Linked DNA regions of Mus musculus: region 1 is linked to region 2. A link is a contact called in public Hi-C data. All regions are on one chromosome and are shown on one strand. The core of a region is the stretch at or near the end of the contact, and the rest is flanking DNA. Distances in the headings are between cores, read along the strand shown. Region 1 overlaps Slc9a8 (solute carrier family 9 (sodium/hydrogen exchanger), member 8). Region 2 overlaps Kcnb1 (potassium voltage gated channel, Shab-related subfamily, member 1).

The links. A called contact is a pair of places that touch in the nucleus more often than the background predicts.
Region 1: a Hi-C map of bone marrow-derived macrophages shows a contact between it and region 2, with 23 read pairs. The contact joins two enhancer-like sites. A contact is called at or near these places in 1 of 15 datasets of contacts at CTCF or cohesin (large pre-B cells), 3 of 484 Hi-C or Micro-C datasets (the AML12 cell line, bone marrow-derived macrophages and nephron progenitors), 1 of 115 datasets of contacts at active chromatin or transcription factors (large pre-B cells) and 2 of 9 other capture datasets (adipose tissue and embryonic stem cells).

Annotation. Positions count from the first base shown.
Region 1 is chr2:167,461,859-167,468,735 of GRCm38.p6, reverse strand. Slc9a8 (solute carrier family 9 (sodium/hydrogen exchanger), member 8) reads right to left here. Exons shown (of 17, transcript NM_148929.3): 11 at 3,279-3,395; 12 at 969-1,051. Among named protein-coding and RNA genes, the nearest start is that of Spata2, 28 kb to the left of the region's middle. Within about 2 kb of position 1,330, at least 16 of the 459 cell types and tissues checked have an H3K27ac peak or open chromatin away from gene starts, as enhancers often do. A contact at or near this core is called in bone marrow-derived macrophages, where this site is marked.
Region 2 is chr2:167,097,854-167,105,330 of GRCm38.p6, reverse strand. It overlaps Kcnb1 (potassium voltage gated channel, Shab-related subfamily, member 1), which reads left to right. Exons shown (of 2, transcript NM_008420.4): 2 at 1-7,477. The coding sequence ends at 978. Among named protein-coding and RNA genes, the nearest start is that of Gm39984, 22 kb to the right of the region's middle. Within about 2 kb of position 3,625, at least 115 of the 459 cell types and tissues checked have an H3K27ac peak or open chromatin away from gene starts, as enhancers often do. A contact at or near this core is called in bone marrow-derived macrophages, where this site is marked.

The DNA.
Region 1 (6,877 bases), core at 81-2,580, 370 kb before region 2:
CTGTGCCTAGAGATGAGCTAAGGGACAGCCAAGACTCCATACTGGCGAAGGCGTATGCTAATTTTTCCCCCTAGGGGCACTGTAGAGTCAGGTGAGGGCAGTCAGGCACCTCAGTCTCTGGTGTGGTCTGGCTCCTCAGAGCAAGTAGGGTGGGCTGAGTGAGCTCCGGCTGGGAGCACAAAGGTGACTCAGGTAATCAACTACGGCTCCACGTTCCACACAATTCGGGAGGGAGTGGGAGGAGCATCTGCATGTGCACAAGGCCCTGGATTGGATCCTGCAACTCAAAAACCAGTACAACTTTCTATGGAAGGCCTTTCCAAGGTGTCCCCAACCTGTGCTCATAGGACAGACTGTGACATAGGCAGGCTGCTGCTCTAAAGGAAGTCACAATGGGGATGGAGACAGGACACAAAAGGGCCCAAGAGACTTGGGATCTCTTGCAGTTGGTCACATTTCTCCTTTTTTTTTTTTTTTTTTTTTTTTGAGACATGGAGCCTAGGCTGTTGTTGAACACGACATATAGTTAAAACCTTTTACTGTCTTTGAGACAGGGTTTCACTGTGTCACCCTGGTTGGTCTGAAACTTGCACCATAGACCAGGATGGCCTTGGACTCACAGAGGCCTGCCTGCCTCTGCTTCCTGAGGGCTGGGGTTAAAGACAGGTGCCACCACCACTCAGCTATCCTTAAACTCTTTGATCCTCCTGCCTCCATCTCCCAAGTACTGGGGTTATAGGCACCACTGCCATGCCCTGCCTAAAACTACGATTTAAAGGAAACCACAGCACCCAAGGTCACTGAAACTGTAAACACTGAGATCTTATAAACACAAAAACTTTTCTATAGAAGCACATTTCTGTAGTTGTTGCCTCTGAACTGTTAACAGTTACATAAATGATTCCAAACCATGTAGTTACTATTTTAAAAATAAGCCATTCAATATGAAAAATAAGAAAAGTACTTACTATGCACCAGATGACAAAGGAAATTTCAAACTTGTGAGGGAAACTAAAAATGGAGAGGCCAAGAAATGCAAACACACACGTTTCTGAAAGAAACCAGAGAACAGGTTCCTCTTACAATTCAGTAGTAACTAAGCAAGCTTCCCTGAAACCACACCAACAGCCACACCGTGTCAGACTTTGTATGCAGTCTTTTGGGGCGAGGTGGGGAAGTGGATAGTTGAGATGGGGTCTTGCTATTTGACCAGGCAAGCCTTGAATGCAATGTGAGTGCTGAGACTGCTGGTGTGAGCCACCACAGCTGGCTTGCTTCCTTACTACCACACAGGCAATGGCCCTTGCTACTGAGAATTTCACAACGTGATGAGTTAACTGTCAGATACTGAGCAAATAACCAAGTCCCCACCACGCATTCCCTGAGCACTCATCAGTCAGGGTCAGACATTGTGAGCATGTGACTGTGGGGCCACATGACAGATGAGAAAGTGGGCACTGTAGTTAACTCCCCCCCCCCCAGTAGGTCCGAGAGGAAGCTAACTCACAGAGCTTGCAGGGAGGACCCATTTTCAGGCTTGGCTGCACTTGGTGTGCAAGCAATCACTTGTGTGTGCTGAAAACAGCACCTCCCAAGTCTAGGTTCCTGCCACGCATGGTTGGCACACGTCTTTAATCCCAAAACTTAGAAGGAAGCATCTGCATGTTTGTGAGTTCGAGGCCACCCTGGTCTATAAACCAAGTCCAGGATACCCAGGACCACACAGAGAAACCTTGTCTCAATAAATAAACAAATAAGACAAAAACAAACAAAGGAAACCAAAAAACAAAAGAAAGAAAGAAAGAAAGAAAGAAAGAAAGAAAGAAAGAAAGAAAGAAAGAAAGAAAGAAAGAAAGAAAACAACTTTCCAGGCTCCTGATTAAACTATGGGCCCCCAAAGAGCCCAAGCGCTAAGGAGATAGGGACTGCATTTTAAGATGTGCACGAGCTGGTGAGTTGTTAGCACGGCTCAGCAGGGTGGGTTCTTCAGTGGGGCCACAAGCAGCAGGTGCTTGGCCTTCCCCTCCGAGATGCCTTCTTATCTGATACTGTCTGATCCTCCAAGCCAGAGCACCTAGGCCGACTTCACCTTTCCCAGGAGCAAGAATGTGTGGTTAAGATGGGCGTGGTGGTGCACACCTTTAATCCCAGCCTTGAGAGGCAGAGGCAGGGGGATTTCTGAGTTTGAGGCCAGCCTGGTCTACAAAGTGAGTTCCAGGACAGCCAAGGCTACACAGAGAAACCCTGTCTTGAAAAAACAAAAAAAGAATGTGTGGTTAACTTAACCCAGCCTTTTAGGGTGGTCATAAAAGCTGCTTCTGGCAATGCAAGCTACATCAGAACGGCCTAGTGCACTGGCTGAACTTCTCTTGGAGGAGCTGTCAGGACAAAGCCCATGCCTGGTGAGTTTGACAGCAGGTGTGACGGAGTCTCAGGAGCTGCATGCATGTGCCCTGCATGTAAAGCTGGTCTGGGTGCAGACAGAAGCTGAGGAGTGTGCTGTTCTCTGTTGCCTGCCCTGAGGGGGTCAGGTCAGGTCAAAACCTTTAGCTGAGGCTTTCTGGTGAGAACTGTGTGGATCAAATGACTATGACACTAGAAGGCTGTCTTCTAGCTTGCTCCTTGGCAATGGGCTCCCTGGCTTCTCCTTACCCAGCCTCCCACAGCCAGCCCTGCCATCCTGGCTCCAAAGTGAAACAGGGCCCCTCAACACCAGGGGAGGCTGAGGTTGCAACTGAGGCCTCGTCTTGAGTGAGAGTGTGAGTGTCGGAATAGCTAGAGGTGGCACCTTCATTTCAGGTATGAGCAGGAATAGGGTCATAGCAAGATGGGGGAGGAAGCTCCAACTCTTGCTGCTTAACAGAAAGACCTCATGTTCAGCCTAGGGAACGCTGCTCTGGAGTTCCTTCCGTGCTAGGACACCTCCCTTACAAACTCACAGTGCCCCTAGCTGGAAAGCCTCGAACTCACAGAGATCTTGAAACTACCCTGAGAGTCCAGGACTTAGGGGCGAGGTCATCCACCCGGCCTCAGCATCATTTCCACATCAGACGTCTGCAATGTTCAACAGCATCTCTACTTCTGACCATAATCTACAACCATCAGATGTCCATTTCTTAGGTGTTTCACGTCTTTTATGGAATCACAAGTCCAGAGGAGCCAGCCCTGGAGGTAGGGGCACAGTAATGACCTGGGCTTGGGGGGCTCTGTGCCCTGCTGCCAAGAAGAATCCTAGCCTACACACAGAGAGGGCAGGAATCCCAGTTTGTGTGACTCACCACACAGGAAGGCCACAGTTCGGAGAGTCTGCTGCATGAGGATCTGGGTGACTGGGGAGAGGTTATGGTGTGTATAGTGTGACATCACGATGCCAGAAAACAGGATCGCCATGATGCCTGGAGAGAGAGGCAGAGGGCAGACATGACACCGAGCATAGGGACAGATGTGCAAATCAAACAACATCATCCCCAAATTCCCCAAACCCCAAATATATTAGGGCTTTAAGAAAATGGAAGGGGCTGGAAAGGCTGCTCTCCCAGAGGAACCATGTTTGTTGGTTTCCAGCACCCACAAGGCAGCTCTCTACTATATGTAACTAAATTCCAGAGGATTCTATATCCACTTCTGGCATCCAAGAGTGTCAGGTGTGCAGTATATAAGATATATATTCAGGCAAAGCACCCATACATGTAAAAAGGAAAGAAAAGGGTACAGAAAGAGACAGATGCAGCTTTCAGTTGGCACATTGTTTGCCTAGTATCCCCCTTAAGAACATAAGCCAGATGTGATGGCAAACACACTTGTAATGCCAGATGTCAGAAGATCAGAAGTTGGCTAACAGCAAGTTTGAAGCCAGCCTGGGCTACATGAAACTAACTGGGAGTGGAGGCAGACACACAGCTGTGAGGCCTTCCAGAAGTTGCAGAGAAATGGACATGCGGTTTCTCCTCAGCTGTAGTTGGTGCAGTCCCTATTCCCACAACAGTCAGAGGGATGGGAGATAAGTTGTGTGAACTGAACAGCACAGGACCAGGCTCAGTAGCTGTGAGCATCACTGGACATTTACCCTTAGCTTAAAGGTAAGAAGCTGGCATTGCATCTACATGTGAAAAGCCCCTAAACCTGGATGTAATGGGTAGGGCCATCTGATGGGCCTTTAAAATACACTGATTTTAATTTCCCTGTAGTCACCAATTACTGTTCTCAGGCATAGTGTGACTTGTTACCCAGGAAGGTAACTGACTGCTTCTTCCTGGGCTCATCTGTCTGTGTTCCCTGAGGACTGCTCCCCTCTCTGAGGCTCTACACAGGTTCTTTTTATCAGAGCCGCATCTGGGCAGAAGGAAGCTGAGGTTTTTTAAGCCACTGAACAAGATGCCAACATACATAAAACTGAAAATCCAACTTTTTGTTTGTTTGTTTGGTTGGTTTTGGTTTTGGTTTTTCGAGACAGGGTTTCTCTGTGTAGCCCTGGCTGTCCTGGAACTCACTTTGTAGACCAGGCTGGCCTCAAACTCAGAAATCCACCTGCCTCTGCCTCCCAAGTGCTGGGATTAAAGGCGTGCACCACCACACCCGGCTAAAATCCAATTTTATAAGCCAAGCTTTAATTCACTTCCATCATTTTGAAGAAACAGTTTCACTGGCCAACTGCACCTGTACAAAGGGAGTGTCACACACTAGCCTCTGAGCTGATCACATGCAAGGCCCTGCAAAACAGGCCACCTACTCTTTGAAATCCCCACAGGGCTCTGCTGTATACGTGGCAGAGGACTGGAATGTTCTCTATTTTATGGTCATAGCCAACCATAAAATGTTTCGTGATATGTTAATTATCTGACCATAAACCCATAACATGCACCTTTCCCATGATTGTAAAAATAACTGAAAAATTCTGGTTTTTTAGCTCTGGTTTCCGACACCATAACATTTGACTCCTAGCACTGACATGGTAGCTAAGAACCACACACAACTCCCAAGCACTTTGTGGCACACAATCATTCACAAAAAAATATGTCTACCCAGGCAGGGTAGCAAGCACCTTTAGTCCCAGCACTTGGGAGACAGGCAGGTAGATCTGTGATGAGTTTCAGGTCAGAGCTACATAATACAGACTCTATTCTCCAAACACAAAACAAACTTTAAAAAAAAAAAATCTAAAAAAAAAAAAAGAATGACAGCAGACAAATGTGCAGCTCTGGTAAGACATGTTTAGCATGTTCAAGGCCCTGGCTGGAGCCCCAGGCCTGATGCCCAGTACTGTACAGCAACCACCAGCAAGAAGCACCCATGGACCAGGAGGGAGGATGTAGTCGGGAGTGGTCTTGGGCTTAAGTCTAAGAACCACCAACATCCTTCTCATCTTGATGCAGTGTTAACCAGAGAGGATCCCAGGCTACAATGCTGTCACCAGCCAGACTACCACTGCAGCCACCCTACAAAGAGAGATGCTGCTACGACTGGCAGGAGGGTCTATAAATACTTGTTCCCGAGACCAAAGCCTCAGGAAGCAACTTAGCTTGACACTGAAGTGTGGAAATTCCTGAGGTCTGTCCCAGGACAGCACTGCTCAAATCCAGCAGGGGGCAGTGTGGCCAAAGGGCTCTAGGTGTCCAAGGTGCACTGGCCAGGGGGTAGGAAGACCAAGAACACTCGGTATAGTGATGGCTCTTTGTTAGGCCGCTGCAGCCCTGCTGGACAGGTCCAGCTTCACTTCTGAGAAGATAGGAATTTGTTTCTTACCCAAAATCTTTAAACTTCTGAGAGTGACCGATGCAAACGGTCCATTCCCTGTGGACAAGCGCACGGATGCTGAGTCTGACTGTGCGCTTGACTCTGAATGCTGGAATGACCCAGAGGTACTTCACCATGGGCCAAGGTCTGGGGCTACAGGAGAGTTCAGATGAGCACTCCAAGGGATTCCTCGGGAGTCTGCCCACGAAGCCCCTCCACACACAGGCCACCCCACCCTGACACTCAGATTCACCTACTGTAACCACCACCTGTACACAGACATCAAACGGAGGGAATGGGGCTACAAGGGCTCACTGTTGGGAGGATACATGGATTAGATAAAACACAAAAAATACCATAATTTAAAAAAAAAATCTTTTTGAATTTTATATGCCCATGATCTGCTGGAAAAGCAGATAGAACTGAACTTTTTTGTTTGGTTGGTTGGTTTTGTTTTCTCCGTGTAGCCCTGGCTGTCCTGGAACTCACAGAGATCCTCCTGTCTCTGCCTCCCAAAGGCGTGGTCTCCCCTCACTGCTCACCCCAGCAGAACTAGTCACTGTCAAACACTCAGCAGTTCCTAACAAAGTAAAACTGGTATATCACCTAACCTAGTAACCTCACTAAGTAGTCACCCACATAAAACATTTGTGAATGTTCACAGGCCAAAGGTAGAAAAGTCTCATCAGCCCTGGGACGGAGACACCCTGGGACAGTGAGATGGTAGTGCTTCCTGCCACCTGTCAGAATCAGGTACTTTAATCATTGTGTGTCACATGACTTTTAGTGACATCTAGAAATAACCACTAATAATGTAGCTCATGGTGACCAAAGAAGACACAGTATGGGGCAAGGCCTCCTCTACACCCAGCCAGGTGCACACACCTGTCACAGACACAACTCAACAGAACGCCATACACAGATGACCGTAGGGATGTTGGCCTCACTGCAGTTTAAAGGAGAAGCCTCTCCATGGCAGAGGCCAGCCTATGTGGTGCTTCTCCTCCTCAACAGGTCCCTACGCAGCCCTTACCTGAGGGTGAGGAACTGGTGTCAAGAAGAGCCCTCCCCATTCAGCTGTCCCTGCACATGGGGACAAGGCACGAGGCTTGCTCTGGATCTGCACAGAGCCTCCACATCCAGC
Region 2 (7,477 bases), core at 2,376-4,875:
TACAGCAAGATGGCCAAGACCCAGTCTCAACCCATCCTCAACACCAAGGAGATGGCGCCGCAGAGCCAGCCGCAGGAAGAACTGGAGATGGGCAGCATGCCCAGCCCCGTGGCCCCTCTGCCCACGCGCACAGAGGGCGTCATCGACATGCGCAGCATGTCTAGCATCGACAGCTTCATCAGCTGCGCCACGGACTTCCCTGAAGCCACCAGATTCTCCCACAGTCCTCTGGCATCCCTCTCCGGCAAGTCTGGGGGCAGCACAGCCCCGGAGGTGGGCTGGCGGGGGGCTCTGGGTGCCAGCGGCGGGAGACTCATGGAGACCAACCCCATCCCCGAGGCCAGCCGCTCTGGTTTCTTCGTGGAGAGCCCCCGGAGTTCCATGAAGACCCACAACCCCATGAAGCTGCGAGCGCTCAAGGTTAACTTCCTGGAGGGCGATCCCACCCCGCTGCTACCGGCTCTGGGCTTGTATCACGATCCTCTTAGGAACAGAGGAGGCGCAGCGGCTGCAGTCGCCGGACTGGAGTGTGCCTCCCTCTTAGACAAGCCCGTGCTGAGCCCGGAGTCCTCCATCTACACCACAGCAAGTGCCAGGACGCCCCCTCGCTCCCCAGAGAAACACACAGCAATAGCGTTCAACTTCGAGGCGGGGGTCCACCAGTACATAGACACCGACACTGATGACGAGGGTCAGCTGCTCTACAGCGTGGACTCCAGTCCTCCCAAGAGTCTCCACGGGAGTACCAGCCCCAAGTTCAGCCTTGGAGCTAGAACAGAAAAGAACCACTTCGAGAGCTCCCCGTTGCCCACCTCCCCTAAGTTCTTAAGGCCGAACTGTGTCTACGCCTCAGAAGGGTTACCTGGGAAAGGTCCCGGGGCCCAAGAGAAATGCAAGCTGGAGAACCACACCTCCCCCGATGTGCACATGCTGCCTGGGGGAGGAGCACACGGGAGCACTCGGGATCAGAGTATCTGAGCTCCCTACCACAGAGGGTATTTGCAGGAGACATCGAGGAGGAGGGATGCTTGGCCTGCCTGCCGCTGAGTTCTGCGTGAACTCGGAGACCCAAGGACCCCACACACACACAATTTTCCCCACCCCCGCAGAGCCCCAGCGACAGGAGAGACCCTGAGAGCCACGACAAGTCTGTGGACACCAACTAGGATGGGGACCACACCTAACAGCTTCTTCCTTAGATGGCAGGAGCAGAGCTGACAGCCACATACTCCTAGTCTCCTTTAGAGGCTCTGTCTGCCTCTGAGTGCGTCATCGCCATCTCTCATGGCGTCAGCTGAGGCAGGTGTTGGAGCAAGGGGTTGCTAGTGAGAGAGTGGGCTGGCCAAGCAGTAGTGGGTGTCCCCCCTCTTGTTAGAGGGGTACAGAGGACACTTGATCCTGAGGGAGTCTCCACTTCATCAGCCACACTCCTAGGGCATAACGCTTAAACAAGCAGCGGCTCAAATGATTCAGTATTCTGTGGTATCTGGGGCTTTAGTCTGAGAAGCTGTCAGGAGGAGCTGACAATTTAAACTCAATCCTTTCTGCTCACCTGGCAATCCAGAAAGGGTTCCAACAGTTGGCACGCAGCCAAGGGGATATAAGCCAGGGCTGTCACAGGAATGCGGGTCCCAAACAGGGCTAGCCCGGACTGAAAAGATAAGCGTCAAATATGCAAACGAGATAGATTATTCAAAAAGACTGTGTGTGACTGAAAAACAACATTAAAAAAATAATAAATTTCATTTTCTACATGAAAAAAAAAAGAAAAAAGAAAAGAAAAATCCTTCACTGAACTGCCCTGTGAAGAATTGTGACTACTTTCTGCTGTGGTGTGGTAGGGAACACACCTACTATGAGAGGAAGTTCTCTCTCTCTTTTTTTTTCTTTCTTTTTTTGTTTCCTGTAGTATTCAAGCTAAAAAATAATAATAATAATAAGTTAATAAAAAAAGCACTTTATGTTTTTCTAATCTAGGTTCTACCAGGGACAGTGTCAAGATCTCGCACTTTAAAACAAGCACTATTTCCCCTGGGCCGTAAGCTGGCCCTGCACTTGGGGTATTACTTGTGCCCATTTCTGGCCACAGTGGGTCTACCGTTACCACATCAGAGTCCGGGGCTTTTCCGTGACCCCTCAGGATCACCCCTCATCCCTCATGGGACAGGAGAGGTCCTCAGGTTTCGGAGGCAGGGATCTCTTAAAGCCTGCGTACAAGAGACACACAACGTCTCAGAAGGGCGCAGCAAGAGTTGGGTGTCGGGTGTTGTACCGCTCTTTCTTGTCAACCGGCCATTGTGTGTTCTATGTTACTGTCTGTCCCAAAAGCCCGACGCTCCTCCCTGAGGCCATCTAGGCAGACGGCACAGCCAAAAGCAATAAGTACCCATGTGTATCCCTCGAGGTTCCCGTGCACTTCCTGGTGTCAGTCTTCCTGTCCAAGCGTTGACCTGGCGTCGTCCCGCCTGCTTGTGACCCAGTGGCACAGTATTGTTGGCCCTTCCTCAGTGACACCAGTCTGCGCAAATGCTCTAGTTACGGCGATGTTGTTGGTCAGCCTGTCTCTGGTACAATAGGGCAATGTGGTTTTCTTACTATAGTGTGAGTGGGTAATGTCCCAAATGCTGTAGTGTCCTCCTCCCTGTCCTCAGAACAGTGACGGGCATGTCTTCCTGATGAAGCAAAGACAATAATGGTCACCTGTCCTCAGTATCGTGTGTGGCTGGTCGGCCCAGCAGTCCGATGGCATGATCCACCCGTCAGCACACGTAGCACATCACGATCTTCTGCCTTCTCTTGTTTCCATAGCTGCGGTCAGGCCACCTGTCCCAGGTAGGATGCTAAAGGCTCATCCCACCACCCTTAAACAAAGTGTTCATGACGCTTCTCAGCATCTCCAAAGACCTGGGTCCCCCCTCCCTCCAGAGGGCACAGCTTGGTATTTTGCTGTTTTCATGAAGAAAATAAGAAGTTGACTCTGCCTCACCATCCGTCCTCAGAGCTTTCTCAAAACAGGAGCAAAGGGGCTGAGACAGTGCCGGGTCACGTGCACCAGCGGCATCCTGGAGACAGGAAGCAGGGGGGCGGGGCTCCACGGCCCCCTGCTGAGCTCTGCCTGGCGCTGGGGCCTGTGTGTGACCGGTGATCGATGATCGTGGGACCTTTCTGCTGACCATCTTCCATGTCTGTCTTTTGTGTTGCTCATAAGTCACCCATCAGCACAAATGTGAAAATTCAGGGAAACAAACAAATGCTTTTTGATAAAAAGTAAATAGTTGTGATTTCCGATTCAGATATTTTTAGAGCTATCTGTAAAAAAAAAAAAACCTCCTACTGATGATATAGTCTATTTTACATATCAGGAAGTAAACACGTCTTAACATAGCCATAAATAGCCAGAAGGAAGTTACCGCCCCCCTTCTTTAAACCAAGGCATTTCATTGGTTGGTTAAGCCGACGGCGGGTGTACAGTGTAGAAATGATTGCTTTCTTTTTTAAGAACCACTTGGTGCGACTTTTCTTGTAACCAAAGGCCCTTTCTGCCTTGTGTAGGACCTGGCTGTCCCTCCCTCTTGTGTTTTGTCTGACTTTAAAGTAGCATTATACCGAGAAAATGATGAATCCAGAATACCTTTCCTAGCTGCATAGGCAGAGTCTGACAGAACTCCTATAGAGACAACCATCAAAACAGTATAGACGAAGCAAAAGAAGAGTTTTCCATTTTGGTTTTTGTTGGCGTTTTTTTTTTTTTTCCTTTCACTTATATTTGTGTGAACTGTGGGAATATAGCTTCCCCCACACAAGTGTAACTCAAGTTAGAATATTATAAATTTTTCTACCAACCCTCCATGGGCTAAAAAGGAACACAGAGTCTCAGGCCGCATGTACCTGACCCGGGTACATGTGTTTACACGCACTGGGAAATCTTGGGTTGCCAAGATGAAGATGAATCTGACAGATGGGTCTCAGCAGTGAAGACAAGAGCCAGGGGATGGGGACAGAGGCCACTTGAACATGGTGGTCCACCTGGCCTGACCCAACCAGAGCAAAAGGAAGTGAGATACCCAAATAACTCCAGGGGCTGGAGGCGGAGATCTCCCGGTCCGGTTATGAAATCAACAGGACTATCAAAAAGCCAGCTGAATCGGAGTCCCAGCATCCACCACGTCATCAGAAAAGGCCAGGCGTCGGACTGCTGTGCGCACCTGTCGCACCGGGAAAGCCTTACTGTGGACAAGGTGAGGACAAGCCAGTTCTTTTGCCTTTTCATTTTTGGATGTTTCCAAAGCAGCAGATCTGGGGCAACAGATCTCTCTCTGGTATTCTACCTTAAGCACATTTAGATGAGAGAGAGAGTAAAGGAGGAGAGAATATTTGTCATCGAGGAGAGAGGAAACGCCAAAGTAATGAGGAAGCCACCCTTAACCTGCTCCACTCACCCTGACAGTTGCTGGGAATAGGAGCTCTTTTTCCTCCCAAGTCTCACCTTCTCTTCATCTCCTCTGTGTTCTGTAGCTGCAGCCTTGTCTCTGTCCCTTCTCCCGAGAAGATCCACATCTCTAAGGAGGAAACAAGACGCAACAGCATCCTCTTCTATACAACTGTAATGTATTGTCAATATTTATAATTATGTATTTGTCTGACTCTGGTCATGGCTGGAATGTCTAGTCCTTGAACAAGGACATATTTAAAGTTCATCACAGAAAAGGGTCCCTAAAGCCAGGTATCTCTATATAGATAGGTAGGTATAGATATATAAATAGATCTCTTTTCCTTGTTTCTCTGCCAACTTTGTCTCGAGTAAAATAACCACAGCCTGCACTGAATCAAAGGGGGATGGGTACACAGAAAAGCTTCTAGAACATCCTCGTTTGGAGACAGACTTTGTGTATGTGTATCTGACAGGTTGGCAGGAGGAAGATGGGGGCTCCGAGGCCCCCAGCAGGACAACAGAACACTCTAGCCTTGGGCGTTTCCTAACCTATTATTGTTTATATGACAACCCCCAAATACTTTCATGTCTCTAGGCCAGGGCCGCCCAAAGCAGCCCAGGCCACACCTGGAAAGAAGACTTACCTCTGCATTTCCTGTTGCCATTTTTCTGGCCCTAGAAGCATCTATATCCTAGGACGTCCACACATCTCAGAGTAGTCTATTTTTTTGTTCAGATAAAATATATACATATATGTATTTTTAGTATATTTATAATAGGGCAATTGAGTCTAATTTCTTTTGTAACAGAGTGATATCTTGGGGATTTTATTGTTGCTCATTTGCATAGCTGGTCTTTTCTGCTGTCATTCCTTCCCACTGTCCCTTGGGCTGGTTTTTTGGTTTTGTTTTGTTTTGTTGGATTCCAGTTGTCTGGAGATGGGAAAAGACTGGGGTTTAATATCCTGGAAGATGGAGTTCCTAGCAATGGGTGGGTGATGGGGGTCTGGGAGAGCAACTCTGTGTCTTTCCTCATCAGGTCTATGTCCCCTGGCTGTCACTCTTAAGAATCCAGGTATGCAGGAGCAAGCCAGGTGAAGACGGGTGCAATTGGGACCTGGGCTGCCGGGAGCTCAGACAGAGCTCGGACGCTTGCTTCCCTTCCCAAATCTTAAAGGACTGTGCTTTCTGGTTACCAGAAATATTAGAATCAAGACCCTCCTGCAAGCAAACTTGTCTCTGAGCTCAGGAGCATTCCTGAGTCCCTCCTGGCTAGATTGTCCCCAAGTCCAGCTATCCTGCTTCCCAGGGCCACCAACTGGATCCAAGGACCAGGGTGTGTGCAGGCTCCAGCAAATCTCAGAAGAATGTGCTGTGTGTCTCCATTCCATTTCTCACAGTCTTACCAAAAATCAGTGGCCAGACAGCCTTGTAGCCAAACGCTGAGGAGTGACAGACAGCCCAAAGCTGTGATCCACCCAGCCCCTCGAAGCGGCACCAAGGTGAGACTTGAGGCAAGGGTGGCAGTATTTTTTCAGCTTCTGCTTTTCCAAGTCTCCAGTCTTTGGTCAGTTCTGAACATCCAAGTCTCCAGTTCTTGGTCAGTCCTGAACATCCATTGGAAACAATTTTGAGCCTAGGCTCAGGTGGTGGACAGACTCCACATGGAGTGAAGGGGTCTGCCAACCATCACCTTCCATGGGACAAGAAAAGCCAATCAGATCACCTCCCATGCCCAACCAGTCACCTACCTGCCTCAGCTCTGGACTCTGAGCTCTGCCAGCACCAGAAATTTGAGTCAAGCCAGATCAGCCCTATCAGACAGCGATGGTGTTCCCACTGAAAGAACCCCAAGAGGATGCAGCCCAAATGCAAATTTAATATTCTGGTGGTTGGATTGTCTTTCCTCCCCCTTGGGTTTGTTCTGTTGTGTGGTGTTGGGGACCTAACTAGGGCCTTGGCTGTGTCAGACAAGTGCTCCACCCTGCGCTACATCTGCAGCCCCTGAATGTATTAATTTGGAATGTGGTTCTGATCAGTTTCTCCCATCCCTAAAATTCCTGGTAATCTGGTTTGTTCCAGAGCCAAATAAAACAGACAAGATTTTGTGTGCGTGTGTGTGTGTGTGTGTGTGTGTGATTATGTGTGTGTGATTATGTGTGGTATGCATGCACATGCAATATGTGCATATGTGTGCATATGTGTGTGTGCAACTTTTGCATAAGAACAAAATTTAAAATTGCTGTCATGTTGTTTCTGAAGTTTCCTGCCCAGCTAAGTAAACACAGGCTATCTTCCCAAAAAAGAGAGGGTACCTCTGACCTTCTCTCCTTGTCCTAGAATTCCTCTCAAAATTTCCAGATGGTGACTTGAACTGAATTTGGAAGGGGCTGTTAGTCGTTTGGGCCGTCCTCTCCGCGTCTAGCCCTACCTCTGTCCGTCTCAGCCAAGGCCCTGAAGAAACCTAAAAGCCAGCAGAAGAGCATGGGCAGGAAGTTGGCCCAAAGAAGTAGCCTCTCAACATGAATTGTCCATTTCAGCTCAAAGTAGCAAAGCCCTTTCTCAGCAGGGTGGGTGGGTTATATGCTCATAGAACACGGCGCATGATGGGTAAGAGGATCCAGACTACCCAGTGTGTCCCAGGTATTCCCAGGGAGGCTGAGTAGTGCACAAATAGGCCTTGGCATTACCACAAAACGGGACTGGAAACTCAAAGCAATTCTTTCTTGGAGTGTGTGTGTGTGTGTGTGTGTGTGTGTGTGTGTGTGTGTGTTTTCACAGCTTTCATGCACATGTGGGTGTCTGCACAGGTGTCTTGAACATTCTGGGTCCAGGTTCAAGCCTCATAGAGAAGGATTCAGAGCAGAGCTACTGGGACCTCAGGTTATAGGATCGGGCCATCCCAGAAGGCACCAGCGCAGGAGGGCTGCAGCAGAGGGCTCAGCATCCTAAGCCGGCTCTTGCTATTTTTCTGACCCTGCCAACCATTTATCCAACCCATTTCCAATGGTCTAACAAGGACCACTTAGGGAAGAGAAGTACGCTG